Linked DNA regions of Mus musculus: regions 1, 2, 4 and 5 are each linked to region 3. Evidence: chromatin contacts called from public Hi-C and promoter capture Hi-C data. All regions are on one chromosome and are shown on one strand. Each heading gives the region's core, a stretch centred on a gene start, on an enhancer-like site or on the middle of the called end of the contact. The rest is flanking DNA. Distances are from core to core; before and after follow the strand shown. Region 1 has its middle 6.5 kb from the start of Gm24240. Region 2 holds the start of Cox7a2l (cytochrome c oxidase subunit 7A2 like). Region 3 holds the start of 1110020A21Rik (RIKEN cDNA 1110020A21 gene). Region 4 holds the start of 2010106C02Rik (RIKEN cDNA 2010106C02 gene). Region 5 overlaps Srbd1 (S1 RNA binding domain 1).

The links. Promoter capture Hi-C pulls out the DNA fragments that hold promoters and counts their contacts. A called contact is a pair of places that touch in the nucleus more often than the background predicts.
Region 1: a Hi-C map of B cells shows a contact between it and region 3, with 6 read pairs. The contact joins the enhancer-like site here to the promoter of 1110020A21Rik in region 3. A contact is called at or near these places in 2 of 484 Hi-C or Micro-C datasets (B cells and CD8 T cells) and 1 of 9 other capture datasets (liver).
Region 2: a promoter capture Hi-C map of neutrophils shows a contact between it and region 3, with 5 times the contacts expected there. The contact joins the promoter of Cox7a2l here to the promoter of 1110020A21Rik in region 3. A contact is called at or near these places in 2 of 39 promoter capture datasets (neutrophils and pre-B cells).
Region 4: a promoter capture Hi-C map of pre-B cells shows a contact between it and region 3, with 2.9 times the contacts expected there. The contact joins the promoter of 2010106C02Rik here to the promoter of 1110020A21Rik in region 3. A contact is called at or near these places in 2 of 39 promoter capture datasets (liver and pre-B cells) and 1 of 484 Hi-C or Micro-C datasets (muscle stem cells).
Region 5: a promoter capture Hi-C map of the 3T3-L1 cell line shows a contact between it and region 3, with 5 times the contacts expected there. The contact joins the enhancer-like site here to the promoter of 1110020A21Rik in region 3. A contact is called at or near these places in 8 of 39 promoter capture datasets (the 3T3-L1 cell line, 3T3-L1-derived adipocytes, the HPC-7 cell line and 4 more) and 2 of 115 datasets of contacts at active chromatin or transcription factors (the 230-238 cell line and large pre-B cells).

Annotation. Positions count from the first base shown.
Region 1 is chr17:83,275,090-83,277,789 of GRCm38.p6, forward strand. No RefSeq gene overlaps it. Among named protein-coding and RNA genes, the nearest start is that of Gm24240, 6.5 kb to the left of the region's middle. Within about 2 kb of position 1,307, at least 392 of the 459 cell types and tissues checked have an H3K27ac peak or open chromatin away from gene starts, as enhancers often do. A contact at or near this core is called in B cells, CD8 T cells and liver, where this site is marked.
Region 2 is chr17:83,513,071-83,515,770 of GRCm38.p6, forward strand. It overlaps Cox7a2l (cytochrome c oxidase subunit 7A2 like), which reads right to left and starts at 1,263. Exons shown (of 3, transcript NM_009187.3): 1 at 1,134-1,263. The coding sequence starts at 1,205.
Region 3 is chr17:84,955,973-84,958,672 of GRCm38.p6, forward strand. It overlaps 1110020A21Rik (RIKEN cDNA 1110020A21 gene), which reads right to left and starts at 1,451. Exons shown (of 4, transcript NR_027929.1): 1 at 1,228-1,451. It overlaps Ppm1b (protein phosphatase 1B, magnesium dependent, beta isoform), which reads left to right and starts at 2,029. Exons shown (of 6, transcript NM_001159496.1): 1 at 2,029-2,422.
Region 4 is chr17:86,285,905-86,288,604 of GRCm38.p6, forward strand. It overlaps 2010106C02Rik (RIKEN cDNA 2010106C02 gene), which reads right to left and starts at 1,274. Exons shown (of 3, transcript NR_045435.1): 1 at 997-1,274; 2 at 295-391. All of the region lies in intron 1 of Prkce (protein kinase C, epsilon), which reads left to right.
Region 5 is chr17:86,028,953-86,031,652 of GRCm38.p6, forward strand. The region is part of intron 16 of Srbd1 (S1 RNA binding domain 1); the gene reads right to left. Among named protein-coding and RNA genes, the nearest start is that of Gm30117, 100 kb to the left of the region's middle. Within about 2 kb of position 1,294, at least 7 of the 459 cell types and tissues checked have an H3K27ac peak or open chromatin away from gene starts, as enhancers often do.

The sequences.
Region 1 (2,700 bases), core at 57-2,556, 1.7 Mb before region 3:
TAACTAGGAAGATACACGGAAAAGCTTTTGTTCACAATCCAGTGTGAGAAAAGCCTTTGTTCACAATCCAGTGTGAAAGTCCGATCGTATATAGGCCATGGAAACGGACAAAGTGCAAGACCCAGGGGAGAATCCACAGACAATAGAAGACTATTGACCTGGCTGAACATTTTGTGTGTGATCTCCATTTTCATCGTGTGGGTCCTGGGGTTTGAACTCAGATCGTCAGGCCTGGCCTCAAGCACCTTTACCGGGTGGGCCATCTCAACAGGCCAAATGTATTATCAATCAAAGCAATCGTCTCAAGGGAAAGTAGAGAGACAGTCTAGATCCGTCCACCCCTGTTCCAAGCAATAGGGGCCAAACTCCTAGGAAAGGTTACGTGGGCCCCACTTAGGATCCGCCCTCTGTCTTCCCACCTCCTAATCCCTAACCTGATCAAACTGTTGGTTCTGTTCAGAAGAGAGGAGCCTTCTCACCTGACTCTTCAGCCGGGCGTGGTGGCGCACGCCTTTAATCTCAGCACTCCGGAGGCAGAGGCAGGCGGATTTCTGAGTTCAAGGCCAGCCTGGTGTACAAAGTTAGTTCCAGGACAGCGAGGGCTATACAGAGAAACCGTGTCTCAAAAAACAAAACAAACAAAAAACCAAAAAGAAGGGTCTCCATTTCCTTCTTGTGCCTATACAGTCAGAGAGGGTCCCACTCTAGGCCCTTACTAGAGTAAGGGTCCTCCTTTCTCCATCACCCCGTCCTTACCACCTGGCAGCAAGCAGTTCCTGAGGGGCTAGCCTCATTCCTGCCACCCCAAGTGGGAAATCCCTATCTCAAGGACGGTTTCGAAGCCTAGACAGAAATGTTCACATCACTGGCAACAGCTTTCCAAAGGCTAAAGCTGGCACCTCTAGGGGCCCACTGCCTGGAGCAGGCTCCGAGATCAGTGGGGTGGGTCACAGAGAGCACATCCGGTCTGGTACATCCTCTGCAGGGGTGGGGACCATTGTGCAGCTAGCTGGCCTTCCCAGGGGCGCTGTCGCATGTCCTCAGTCAGAGACCAACAAGCAGGAGGCCTGGCTGGCCTGGAGAGTCTGCAAGACCAGAACACGCGGTGCCTCTGAGCACCCACACGCTGGCGGGGAGTGGCTAGGGAGCTGAAGGTGGGGTTCGGGGAGGATTCCCCGGGCAGTGCGGGGGACGAGCCTGCGGACCGCTGGCGCGCGCCCCCGATCCTCCCCGCGGGAACGGGAGCGCGGCGCCGCGGGAGGAATCCCAGCTATTTCCTCTGCGCCCCGCGGTATGCGGCCGGCTCGCCTCCCTCCGAGTGAGCGAGCGCGGCCCCGGCACCAGCTGACTGCCAGCTGCCCTGGCCGCGCCGTGCAGCTCCGGATCCCGGCCAGCCGCCCCCTCGTCCCAGGCCACGAAACCGGCCTTTCCAGCAGCCTGAGACCTGTACCGCTGTGCCAGCCAGAACCTGTCCCCGGCCCGCGTGGAAAAGCCGGGCGGACATTAGCGCCCACGCGAGTGTCATGCGTCTGGGTCTGAAACTACAAGTTCCTTAACCTAGTTCCCAAACTGTTGTGCAACGGTGACCCCGGCCTACTCATCTGTGTTGCGACAAGGTTAAATGTGAAAAAGAAAGACAGAGACAGAGTGTCAAGTGTATTTTCGTTTCTCTAGGTCGTTGCTGCTGTTCTTTATTTTGCTTTCCAGTCATAAGATCCTGTGCTGGCCTCTTTCCAGCCCGGCTTGTCAGTGAAATAGTCAGAGCGGGCTTTACTCGGAGACCTGTAGGTGGCTAACTCCTGCTGGGCCTGGTCTAGACTGGGTTCTCACTTTGCATCATCTATCTATCTATCTATCTATCTATCTATCTATCTATCTATCTATCACGGTTTGCCAAAGTTTCCCATGTTGGCCTCGAACTCGTAGGCAACCCTCCTGCTTCAGTTCCCCTAGTGCTGGAATGACAAGCTGTGAGCCACTATGCCCAGCCTGTGCTCTCGTTGTTTTGTTTTAGGGGTGGGGGGTTGATTGTTTGTTTGTTTTGTAGCTTTAAAAAGTCTGATAATGGAGTCCTCCTTGCTTTTAACCATTGTGCTCCGAACCACAATCACTGCTTGGAAGGCAGAGAGGTCAGTTATTTATATATGTTCAAATGATGTCATTGCTGTCTGAGAGCAACCAGGGAGGTAGTTGGTGGTTAGGGGAAATTGAAGGTGCGCACGGCCGATAACAGGTCTGCAAACGTGGAGTCCGGTAGTTGTGTGTCTGAAAAGAGGATTGTCACCGTGAACTCTCTGGGACCCTCTTTTCCTACTACAAAGAAAAATTCTTGCCAGTTTTGCCTTTAACTCTTCTGAGTAGCTGCCACCAGGGCGGGGAGGAAACTGAGACAGATCCTTGGCCACCCACACCTGCCTCACCACGCCCACAGCCGCGGCTGCTGGGACACGGGAGCTGGAAAGCCCCGGTTTCACCAGGCCTAACCACCAAGCCCTTTGCACAAAGGAGCTGCAGTCTGGCGTTTCCCCTGCCCGCCCTCAGTTTAGACTTCTTAGCTTCCATCCCAGCTTGCATCCATGGCCAAGCGCCAGCCACTTAAATCGATAATGTGCCCCCCACCCCCCAGAACAGTCCCTACACATGTGGCAGCCATAGACCTCATAGATCCAGGTGGAGACAGAACCGGAGAGATAGGTACTA
Region 2 (2,700 bases), core at 13-2,512, 1.4 Mb before region 3:
CAGCAGCTACCAGACACAACACAGCACTAGACACTGAACACCTAAACACTCTTGAGACTTTTCCTCCTCAACCTCCCATACGACCCTTCTTGGCCTCCTCTCTCCTGAAAGCACATCTACTCTTGTAATGAAATCATACTTAAACACTGTCCCTTAAGATGGAGTGTCCCATAGGGGTAGAAAAGAGGCAGTAATGACAATCTCTTTTACAGCCCATACAGGTCACTTACTATTCAAGGTTTTTCAGCTTCGTGTCCCACCAAGGCTTCTCGAACTATGCTGAGCAGTGATTCAGTTCAGGAGAATATATAGCATTTATCCAGCACCAACCATCTGCCAGAAAATCTGCTCACTCGACACATCACATTTAACCCAAGTTAATGCTGCCCCGAATTAGAAGGGGCAGTCAAGGTCACTAGATTAAGGCTGCTAAATTCAGTACTAACCCAGTATTAAGTGGAACTCTAAAATACCACATTTTCACAACACTGAGATTGGAGATGGGAACGCCATTGATAGGATCTAACTGGAACCTGGATAATGTCAGATTGCCCAGTAGTCAACGGTCACCGTCTGCCACTTTAAAACTAGCAAAAGCATAAACCTCGTTGGGTGTCACTTCCGATGCTTTCCCCAGTATGTATGTATGTATGTATGTATACACATATATATATTCCCATGCCTTATGAGCGAGCTTCTCAAATCCGCCCTCCCAGTCTTCCATTTGGTAGCTGGGTAAAGCTGCTTTCTGGGCTGTGACAGGGCCAGTAACAAGAGGAAGTCACAAAGGCCACCTCAACCAGAGAGAGCAGAAACCCAAACACAGTTATGTCACCTTCTGCAATCCTTCACAGATTCTACGGGAAATCCACCTTAAACAAGCAACCACCCCAGGGGTCACCTTGACCCCCGCAAGGTATCAGACCTGAGTTCAGTGCCATGCAAACCTCGCCTAGGGTGCAGCACACACCCAGAAACCTCGGCGACCGCTCCAAGCCTGCGTGGTTAAGGACACCAGGGGACACCAGCAAGCCGGACCGGTCGGCCGGCAGAAACCCTTCACGGCTCGAACCTCGCAACTGCCTGCCTCGGGCTGCTGTTCTCCGGCCCAAGGCGACGCGGCAAAAGTGTACCTGCGGGGTGTAGGCTTCCGAAGCCCAAGCTCCAGCCAACTTCTGCGTGAAACTGCTAAACTTGTAGTACATGTTGGCGGAGGCCCGCTTCGCACCGCCGCTGCCTGTGCGACCGCCCTAGAAAAGGACCCGGCTTCCCCTTAGGCCCGCCCAAAGCTCAGCGCAAGGACCTTAATCCAAAATGCGGACTGTCTAGAGAACGCCTGACTTAAAACATAGCCTCCTACGCAACGTCGGGGGGAAAAAACCGCGCTTTCTCAAGACCTAGAAACGAAAACAAACTCTAAAAGACATGGAAAGAGGCTGTGTTCAGGCTTCCCGAAAACTCAGGCTTCTCTGTACCACTCACTTGGATGTGGGCAGTGCCAAGGCGCCTTGACAGGTGCGCAAGCGTCCTGTGGACAAAGAGGGCGGCTGAGAGCGACACAGTCGGTCAGAGCGAGTTCTGGGCGGGGCCTAGAGCGGGGGCGGGCCCAGGACGTGGGTGGGGTCTCGTCAGGCCCAGGTCCCGCCCCATTTCAGGGTTATTAGTATCTGTTGAGGGGTCTTAATGTACCAAGGGTTGTTAGGAATTTCACCTCAGTTATGACAAGAACAGCTCTTTGGAGCCGTGAGTGCATCGCCTGTAAGCAAAATCCTGTCTCAATGCCGGGAAAAGTGACAGGAAAGGAAAGAGAGTGGGAGAGAAGGAGATAGGAGAGAGAAGAGGAAAGGGGAGAAAAGAGAAGAGAGATCAAGGAGGGAGATGGTGAGAGGAAGAAAGGAAAGAAGGGGTAGAGGGGAAGAGGAAAAAGAGGTGAGGGAGAGAGAGGAAAGAGGGAAGAAAAGAGGGAAGGAGGAGAGAAAAGAAAGAGGAAGGGGAGAGAGGGAAGAAAGGAAAGAGAGGGAAGGGAGAAAAGAGGGAAGAAGAGGGAAGGAAAGAGGGGAGAAGGAAAGAGAGAGAGGGGAGAAGAAGAGGGAAGAATCTATAGGCTTTGTGTAGACGTAAACTTAAAGCACCTGTGTGTGCATCTTGCGCTTTTGAGAGTGAGATTTTGTCAGCATTCATTTGGTTGCTCATCTCTTCCTAGGCCCTGTTCTTTGAGATAAACGTATGCAGGGGAGGTGACTGGGAACACTTGTGAAATCTCTACCTTCTGCTTGAATGATGCGCAGTTACAGCTTCCTGGTTATGGTTATACTCTGCCGCACCATGCAGTGTGACTTAAGCTTCCACTCTGAGTCGAATACTGCATAAACAGAGTGTGCCGGCTTCCTAACCTCCAGGAACAAGTTTTTAGTCCTATCATTTAACCAGAGGTTTTTGCACACACATTATAGATTTATGCATACTATATTTTAAATGTAAGTTGGTAATGAATAGCTGATGATGCCAAGCTTAACATAGTATTTTCTCTAAATGCATTGAACCCCCACAACCCGAGAATTGGTACTATGACCATCTCTATTTTACAGCACAGAAGAACGGAGCGACTTGCTGAGGACAGCAATTAGTGGCAGAGTCAGGCACCAGGCTCAAGAGTACAGATAAATAGATATAAATCCAGGGCTGGAGAGAGAGCTCAGC
Region 3 (2,700 bases), core at 201-2,700:
ATTCCTAAGAGCTGGCTGTGGGCTAGCCTGTAGAACATTTTCTTAAGTAGTGATTGATGGGGGTGGTGGGGGTGGGTGGGGGCAGCCCATTGTGTGCGATGCCATCCTGAGCTGGTGGTCCTGGATTCTATAAGTGGGCTGAGCGGGCCATGTGAACAAGCTAGTAACCTCTCCATCAACTCTTATCTGCAGGTTTGAGTTCTTGTTCGGCTTCCTTCAGTGATGGGCTACAGTGTAAGTCCAATAAACCCTTTTCTACTCAAGTTGCTTTTTGGTTGCCATGGTGTTTCATGGTCCCAATAGAAACCTTAAGACAGAGTTCTTAAACTTGAAGTTCCAGAGAAATCTGAATTGCAACCAAATGTTTATTTCCGCCAGTTTCACTTTGGAAATTGCTTCAGAAATATGTCCTTCTTTTCAAAGCTGAATTTGCACTCCCTTAGGTCGGTCTAAACCTAAGTTGTCCCAACTAACTTATACCTAAGTATGAATAAGATCGAAAACGTCTTTCAAAGACTTGAGCGAGTTTAAAAACTCTTCAGGTGAGCGCTTAAGTGCCCCATTACACTTTGATCTGGAAGAATTAACCTGGTTCACTTTCTAGCTCAATGTGGTTACTAGATGACCGTTTTCTCCCGGCCTTTGTGAAGCCTTCCGAGTAATCATACCCAGAGGGAGACTCCTTTATGTCATCATTACCCTTTGCAGACGTTCAATGATTACCTACCATTCCCAGTCTGGGACTGCCTGCCTTACTTTTGTATCTCCAGTTCTACCTACCACGCTTAGCAAAATGCAGGTGCTCTTTAAGAGAGGAATGACCTAGTGAATGTCAAGAGCCTAGACAGGAGTTTTAAAAATCAGACTCAGAAACAAAACACGGAACTGCCAAGGGCTGGAAGGCAGGAGGTCGAGGTAAATAAGAAGAACGAACAATCTGAACCATTGCAAAATCATCCCGAAGGGATCTCCTGTCCCATTTTCTCAAGTGGCTTTTCAGCCTTCTCAACTTCCCGCCCACTCTCCCCTGCTGGAGACAGGTCATGCAGGTATCCCAACAATGAGGCTCTGATTGGTCAGAGATGATTTCATTGTTAGGGAACATCCGGGCTCTTTCCCTCCCTGCATCACCTCCCCAGAGCCCTACGCGCCCAGTTTTGCACTCTCGCGTGCGCCCCACCCGTAGTTGAAGCAAAACAACGCCTCTCTCCAGGCCCTTTCTCGAACCTTTCTGAGCTCTTCCTTCACAGCTCTATGCCAAAGAGAGGCGGCCACTTCTTCCAATGAGGGTCTAGGGGCACTTCTCTGGCCAATCAGAAGCCGGCTCTCTCCACTCCGGGTGGGACCAATTTCCACCTATAACTGGACTGCCCGTTGGTTTCTTTATGGTGTTCGTTCTCCGCGAAGTGTAGAGGTCAGAACTGCAGGGTCCGCAGACTCGGGGCTTGGCCATCTACGAATACTAGCCAATCCCTTTTAGGATACTTTTGCGCGTTCATTTAAAAAAAGCCGAAGTGACGGACTTGGAAATTGGTTTCTTGACGGACAAGTAGAGGAAGCCAATAGTCGGAGGATCAGGCCGCCATTTGAACCAATCAGAAAAGGATATCGGTCTTCGAGTTGGGGCGTAATTTGACTGACGGAGGACTCTACCTATGGCTACTAGGGTGGGCAGGTCGGTGACGTCAGGAGTTAGGGCAAGGCGGAGGTGGGGCTGAATAAAGTAAATGGTAATGAAGGGTTGGGCCTCACTGGTGGGCGGTGTGTGATGGATAGTTGACCTTGCCAATTAAGGTGGGCACTGACGCCCAATGAGAAATTAAAGACTCAGAGGCGGGGCCGTGTGGGCGGGGAAAGAGAAGCACAGAAGATACTAGGGGCCAGGTTGGGCGGGAGAACGTAGATTGACAGGCTTCTCAGCAAACCGAGGGCAGCGGTGACACACGCGGCGTCCCAATGGGTGCCCTTGGGGGGCGGAGCCCGAGGAGGGGCGGGGAAAGACGGCGGTGCGGGGAGGGGAGGGGGGTTGCAGAAGGAGCGGAGCGGCCGCTGCTCAATGGCGGAAAAGCCGCTGGTGCTCTGACCGCCTGGTCCCCCCTGGCAGTTGCGGGGGAGTTTCCTGCCGGCGCGGCTGGAGTCTCTGTTTCTCCGTGTCCGGTGGCTGGAAGATGCTCCAGAGAGATCAGGCTGCGGCGGAGGAGGTGGCGGCGGCCGAGTCGGCAGCGGCTCTGGGTTGGAGAGAAGGCGGCGGCGGCGGTGTGAGGGGCCGGACGGTGTAAACAGCTCGGGCGGCGGCGGTGGCCGAGCCCCCGAGGGCGAAGCGGCGGCGGAGGCGGTGTCGCGTCTCGGGAGAAAGCCGGGGGCCGCGGGCGGCTGTGCGGCGGGCGAGCCCGCGAGACCTCCCTTTCTACCTTCGCCCCAGGTAAGGCCGCTTTGCGCCCAGCCGAGTGGGGGAACGGCCGTCCGTCCGTCCAGCCTGCTCTCGGAGCACCGGGCTAGGCCCAGGGCCTGGGCTGCCGCCGCCGCCTCCGCTTGCGCGCGAGGCTTCGCGGGGCGCGGCGCGGCGAGGGAGTAGTTTGCCGGGGCGCGTGGAAGTCCGCTGCTTCCCCTCGCGCCGCGGCGTGCAGGCAGCGCCCATGGGCGCGCGGGCCACCCCAAGGCCGCGGCTCACCCAGTCCTGCCCGCCGCTCCGGAAAACAC
Region 4 (2,700 bases), core at 24-2,523, 1.3 Mb after region 3:
GCCACTGAAGCAGAGGCTGTGGAGGAATACTGGATATTGGCTTACAACCCCTTTCTTATACAGGTCAGGCCTACCTGCCTAGGGATGACGCTAACCATCCCCCTATGATGCCATAGGAATGAGGCTGGGCCCTCCTGCATTAATCATCAAGAAGATGTCTCACAGATATCCTTATAGGCTAATCTGATGGAGGCAATTCCTCTATTGAGATTCCCTCTTCCTAGCTATGTCTAGGTTTATGTCAAATTGGCAAAAACCAACTATTGCATCCCCAATCTCTCTCTCTCTTTTCACCTGTGAGATCAGATCACTTAGAAGATGAATCCACTGCTTGGGGCTTCTTGATACAGTCATCCTGGAGAAGAGGGCTTTGGCCTTGGGCACGGTGATGCTTCAGAAAGACAGGGAGAAGAAGATTTAGATGCTCCTTCTCCTGCGCCCCACTGCAGCCTGCCTCGGGTGGCTCTGCAGATTGAGCACTCTTTTTACCTTTTTAAACCGTGCTCAAATGTCACAGCTGTCTGTCATCACCCATCTCCCTCTTCTGATGCTGTTCATCTAGGGGCTGTCTACACTGCCTTAGAGAAAGGAGCCCTCTTAGAAAGACTTGAGGCTAGAAGAAGAAGAATCTTGTCGCCTGGACAGTCCAGGGGACAGGGTCCTTGGTTGGGTTGTATGGCAGGGAATGCCCTTGCCTTGGTTGGAGTTTTAAATGGCTTCTGTGCTTCATAGACTCATGAGGATGAATTGGACTTGGTCTGGTCATGAGGGTGGCCTTAGGATGCCTTTGAGCGTCTAGCCTTCGACTTTGGAGGCGTTTCTTAAGCACGTCAAGTTATGAACACAAGACAGTGCAGAATCCCATGGGACAAGGGGAAGGGACTACGTAGGCAAGCTTGGCATGGTCTCAGTGATTGCATTCCTGGCTCTTCTGTTTTCCAATCTCCTCCTCTCTTTCCTATCTCATGGCAAATCACCCTTCTCCCTTCCACTCACCTGACTGTCTCTGATCTGGGGTGAGCAGAATGTCAGAAGGCAGGCATGACCCTGTGTGTGACCTTACAGAACAGGCAGTACGAAAGGTGGCAGCCAGCCAGGGCTGTTTTCGAGTCACAGGCCCAGGGAGACGGTCAGGCCTTGGCTTCTGGAACCATCTGAACTCCATCTCTGCTTCCCGATCAATGAATCCAGCCAGGAGTCCTGGTCACCCTGACTCTGCCTCCCTCCCAGAGGGGTCCACCCATGTTGCATGGGGCCAGCACACCCTTTCCCATGGGCTTCAGGGCCCTAGCTCAGCTCCGCCCATTCCTGAGGCTGTCTCCAAGTCCAGGGGAAGCACGGTGACACAGCCCCAGCAGGGTGTGGTAAAGGAAGTTGTTTTTCCTAATGGTAAACAGGATAGTAAAGCAGCAATAGGAATGGGGACACTTCACGCTTTTCCACAAGTGGGACCCTCTGAAGTCTGGATGGTCTGGTGGCACTGAGTCCCAGGAGCTCAGCACTGAAGGAAAAAGGAAGGGGTTTTGAGATCCCCTTATGGGGCAGTCACGTTACTCACTCTTACTTCATATGGTGGTCCTTTGATTCTCATAGTCTGGGTCGTAGCCCCTAGGTACTCATGAGGAACAAAGGCTTATGGACTTTAATTAAGTCGTTCATGGTCATGGGGTATATATATCTTGCTAATGAGGTTACCCTGTGGGTGTGTGTATGTCTGCACATCTGCCTCTGTCTCTTTGTTTCTCCTTGTCTCTGTGTCTGTCTGTCTCTGTCTCTGTCTATGTCTCTGTCTGTCTATGTCTCTGTCTTTCTATGTCTCTGTTTGTCTGTCTCTCTCTTTTCTCTCTCTCTCTCTCTCTCTCTCTCTCTCTCTCTCTCTCTCTCTCTCTCTCTCTGTGTGTGTGTGTGTGTGTATGTGTCCCTGAATGGAACAGATGTGTAGACATAAATTCCATGCAGATGTTCATATCAATGCTAACAGTATTTGAAGCTAATGAAATTCCCCTACCAGCGAGAATTTATTCACGCTTCCCTGAGTGTGTGGGAGCATGCTATGCTTGTTTCTTTGTTTAGTTTTGTTTTTGAGACAGGGCCTCATTGTAGCACAGGCTGACTTGATGAGAGTATGGAGCTAGAGCTGGCCCAAACCGCAGGTCTTCCCGCCTCCCTTCCTAAGTGCTGGGGTTACAGATGTGTGCCTGTGCTTGCCTTCTGCAACATTTGAAAGTGAAGTGACTTCCTCAGACATTTCTGTGTGATTGTCATCACCACATCTCCTCGGAGGATGGAAAGGGGGGACTGAAGTGCTTCCAGATTGGGACGCAGAGCACCAAAGATGTGCACTCAGATTCTGAGCTCTCCTTCCCAGGCCACAGTCCAGTCTGTCACCTTCAGTGACAATGCAGTGGCCTCCTGACTGGTCTCTGCGTCTCCTTATGATCTCCTGCTGCCCCAGCAGGCATCATCTCAGGTGAGTCATTTATCTGCTTGGGATCCCGTGGTGTGTGTGCCTTCATTGAGGGAAACAAACAAAACCTTTACAATAGTAGGGCGGGGCCAAACTACTGTGCCCATCCCCCAACCTTACAGTCATATTTTGTAGTTTTGTTTTCCAAAACAAAATTATTCTAGTGGATTCTTGTTCAAGGTAGTCTCCTGCTTTCATGGTAGCTCTTTCCTCATTCAGGACCACTCCTAATC
Region 5 (2,700 bases), core at 44-2,543, 1.1 Mb after region 3:
TACCATGCATGATCTAAAGAATCATGTAGGGTTTTCCAACCTATTCCTGTGGATAAAAGAGCTAAGAACTCATGTATTCTCAATGAACTTCAACCTTGAACCTAAACTATAAGAAAAAAAGATAAAAAGCACTAAAACACTATATCTCTGACCAGCAGTCTTAGAGATGGGCTGTGCAGCCCTTGCTCATATTCTTGTATGTATATAAGCTCTTTTTCTTAAAATGAACTAAGATTTCTGGAATTAGCTATTTCAATGAAATAAATTCAAGCTTCCAAAGGCAATCAGAAGCCAGGCAGTGAGGTATGTGCTTAAAGTCAACATGTAGAAGTCCATATAGAAGGGGTGTCTCACGTTTAAGGCTAGCATGGGCAATAATGCAAAATTTTATTTAAAACAACAATGAAACAAACTAAAAGATATCAGGACTGACAGTGATAACCTTTCCTAGTACTGTCTTGATAGGAAAACCAAACCACCCCCAAAAAATATTTAAGATAAGCAGCACCCAAGTAGCTGGGAGGGAAACACATTTTTACTTACATTTTCCAAAGAATAGCAGAGGAAAGCACAACAGTCACATTTTCATATTAAACTCATGAGAATGTTGCTACATAGGATCAAAGGTAAAAAACAGTGAGGCACTTAAACAGGGAGAACACCTTAGGAGCTAACAGCCTTATGGGCCTGCAGTTATATAAAATAAGACACTTAATTTAAAAGTACACTGTACATGTACTTGGCTACCTAGTACGCTGTCCTTGAAATTGTCCACTGGTTGAATGAGCAGATGAATAATATTAACTATATTTGCACAGAATAATATATCAAACAGATCTGTATAGCCATATGTAACATACTTTTCCATAAGGAATGGCTTTCCAAAAATTTTAGATCCTCTATACTGGAAAAAAAAAAACCTGCACTATTTTTAAATTTTTTGTGCTGTATAACATTAGTTGCAAATTAAGAAGCTCTTCTTAATTATTATTCCATTTAAAAATGAAGGTCTGTCTTGGTCCATTAGATATTTAAGAGGGGAAGAAGATGACTCTATAAGCCAATTAAAGCAACTGCAGAACAGAAGGCTGTTGGCATGACTATCCATCACGTTCATTTTGAACACATAAGAGGCATCAGTCTTGGAGGGAAGTAAAAGGCAAAGTGCCCTATCGTGGCCGAGTGCACTATTAAAGTCAGATGCAGGGGTCTATTTAGTTTGGACAGGTCCCAGCCACAGAACAAAGTCAGTCTGTCTTGGTACCATAACTGAATTCTACAAGTTAACAGCTTTTCATGAAAACCTGCCATTTCAAAATGTCAATCAAATCTGAGCATAAGTGGGAACTCCTGCAGAAATAACCAGCTGCAGGTTTGAAAAACATTTTTCACTGAAAGTGGAAACACAAAAGATGTTTGAATGGGATCTCTTTTCATTCCTGTAACAGTAGACGGCCATTTTCACAACATCAAGGACAGAAAGCAGAGGACAAAATTGCAAATAATGTCTTGAGAGGGTTATTTGCAGGGGTGATGACTGATTCAAGTTACAAATGACAGAATTATTGGCAAATGGGTTCTCATTAATATGGAATTGTTTGTTTCTCATTACGTGATCATAGTCTCAGACTGTGTTTTAAATTATACTTGAATGATTGTGCCACATAGGATGGATTGGAGGCTTAAGTTTTGACATTTATTTTCTACTTGTTTACAGAAATTGATAATGGTATCTCCTTGGACGTCTAGGAGGAAAACCTACAAACTGAGGCGTATGATCATAAAAACACACCATTTTCCTGCTCAGAAATATCAAAGACAATAAAAACATTAGAAAGCAATACTAAACCTGTCTTCAAGAAAGACCTTCTGTAGGGAAGCTTAGCTACAGCGAGACTGAAAGGTTCTGAATGGGCCACAGCTAGGTGCGAGAGCGGCCGACCATGCACGCTCAGAGGCATCAAAGAGTAAAAGAATGACCAGAAAACACCATTTAGGATATGAAAGGGAGCCTAGTGGTAGAGTCTATGTCTTGTTAGTTCAAGACCTTGGTTTGATCTATAGCACAGTGCACACACATACACAAACACACACACAAATACACACACACACACACACACACACACACATATGGAAGACAGGAGATGCAGGGAGGGAGGGAGGGAGGGAGAAAAGGAGGAAGGGAGATGCTGTCAGTACACAGTAGGAAGGGGAAGAGAAGCCAGAAAGATCCTTTTATTTTAAATAAATTGATACATTACAGATTTTCCCAAACAAAATCTCTTTGTATCATACTTCAATATTTTTTTCTCACTTGCTGGCAGCAATTAGGACAGCCAGTTCATAGAGCTGGTGACCCCTCCCAACGCCAACTGAATGGCCAGTCTGTGCAGCAGAGCAGGCATCAATGCTAATTTTCTTTTATAGACATGAAACAAGACTGGTAGTTAGAAAGCACTGCCCTCCTGTATACATCCTATTAGGTCCTATTAGAATTATGAGTCCTGGAGTTAACTGCTTTTATTTCTTTCCAAGACTTACAGAACCTTTTTGCACTGTATTTATATATTTAGTACACCTTATACTGGTGCCATTTAAAAACAAAAAGAAAATTAGAATCCCATCTCCAAATAAATACTATAAACTGTTGGAACCAAAATGCTTTGTAATGAAATGGCATAATTCAGAGACATTAGAATT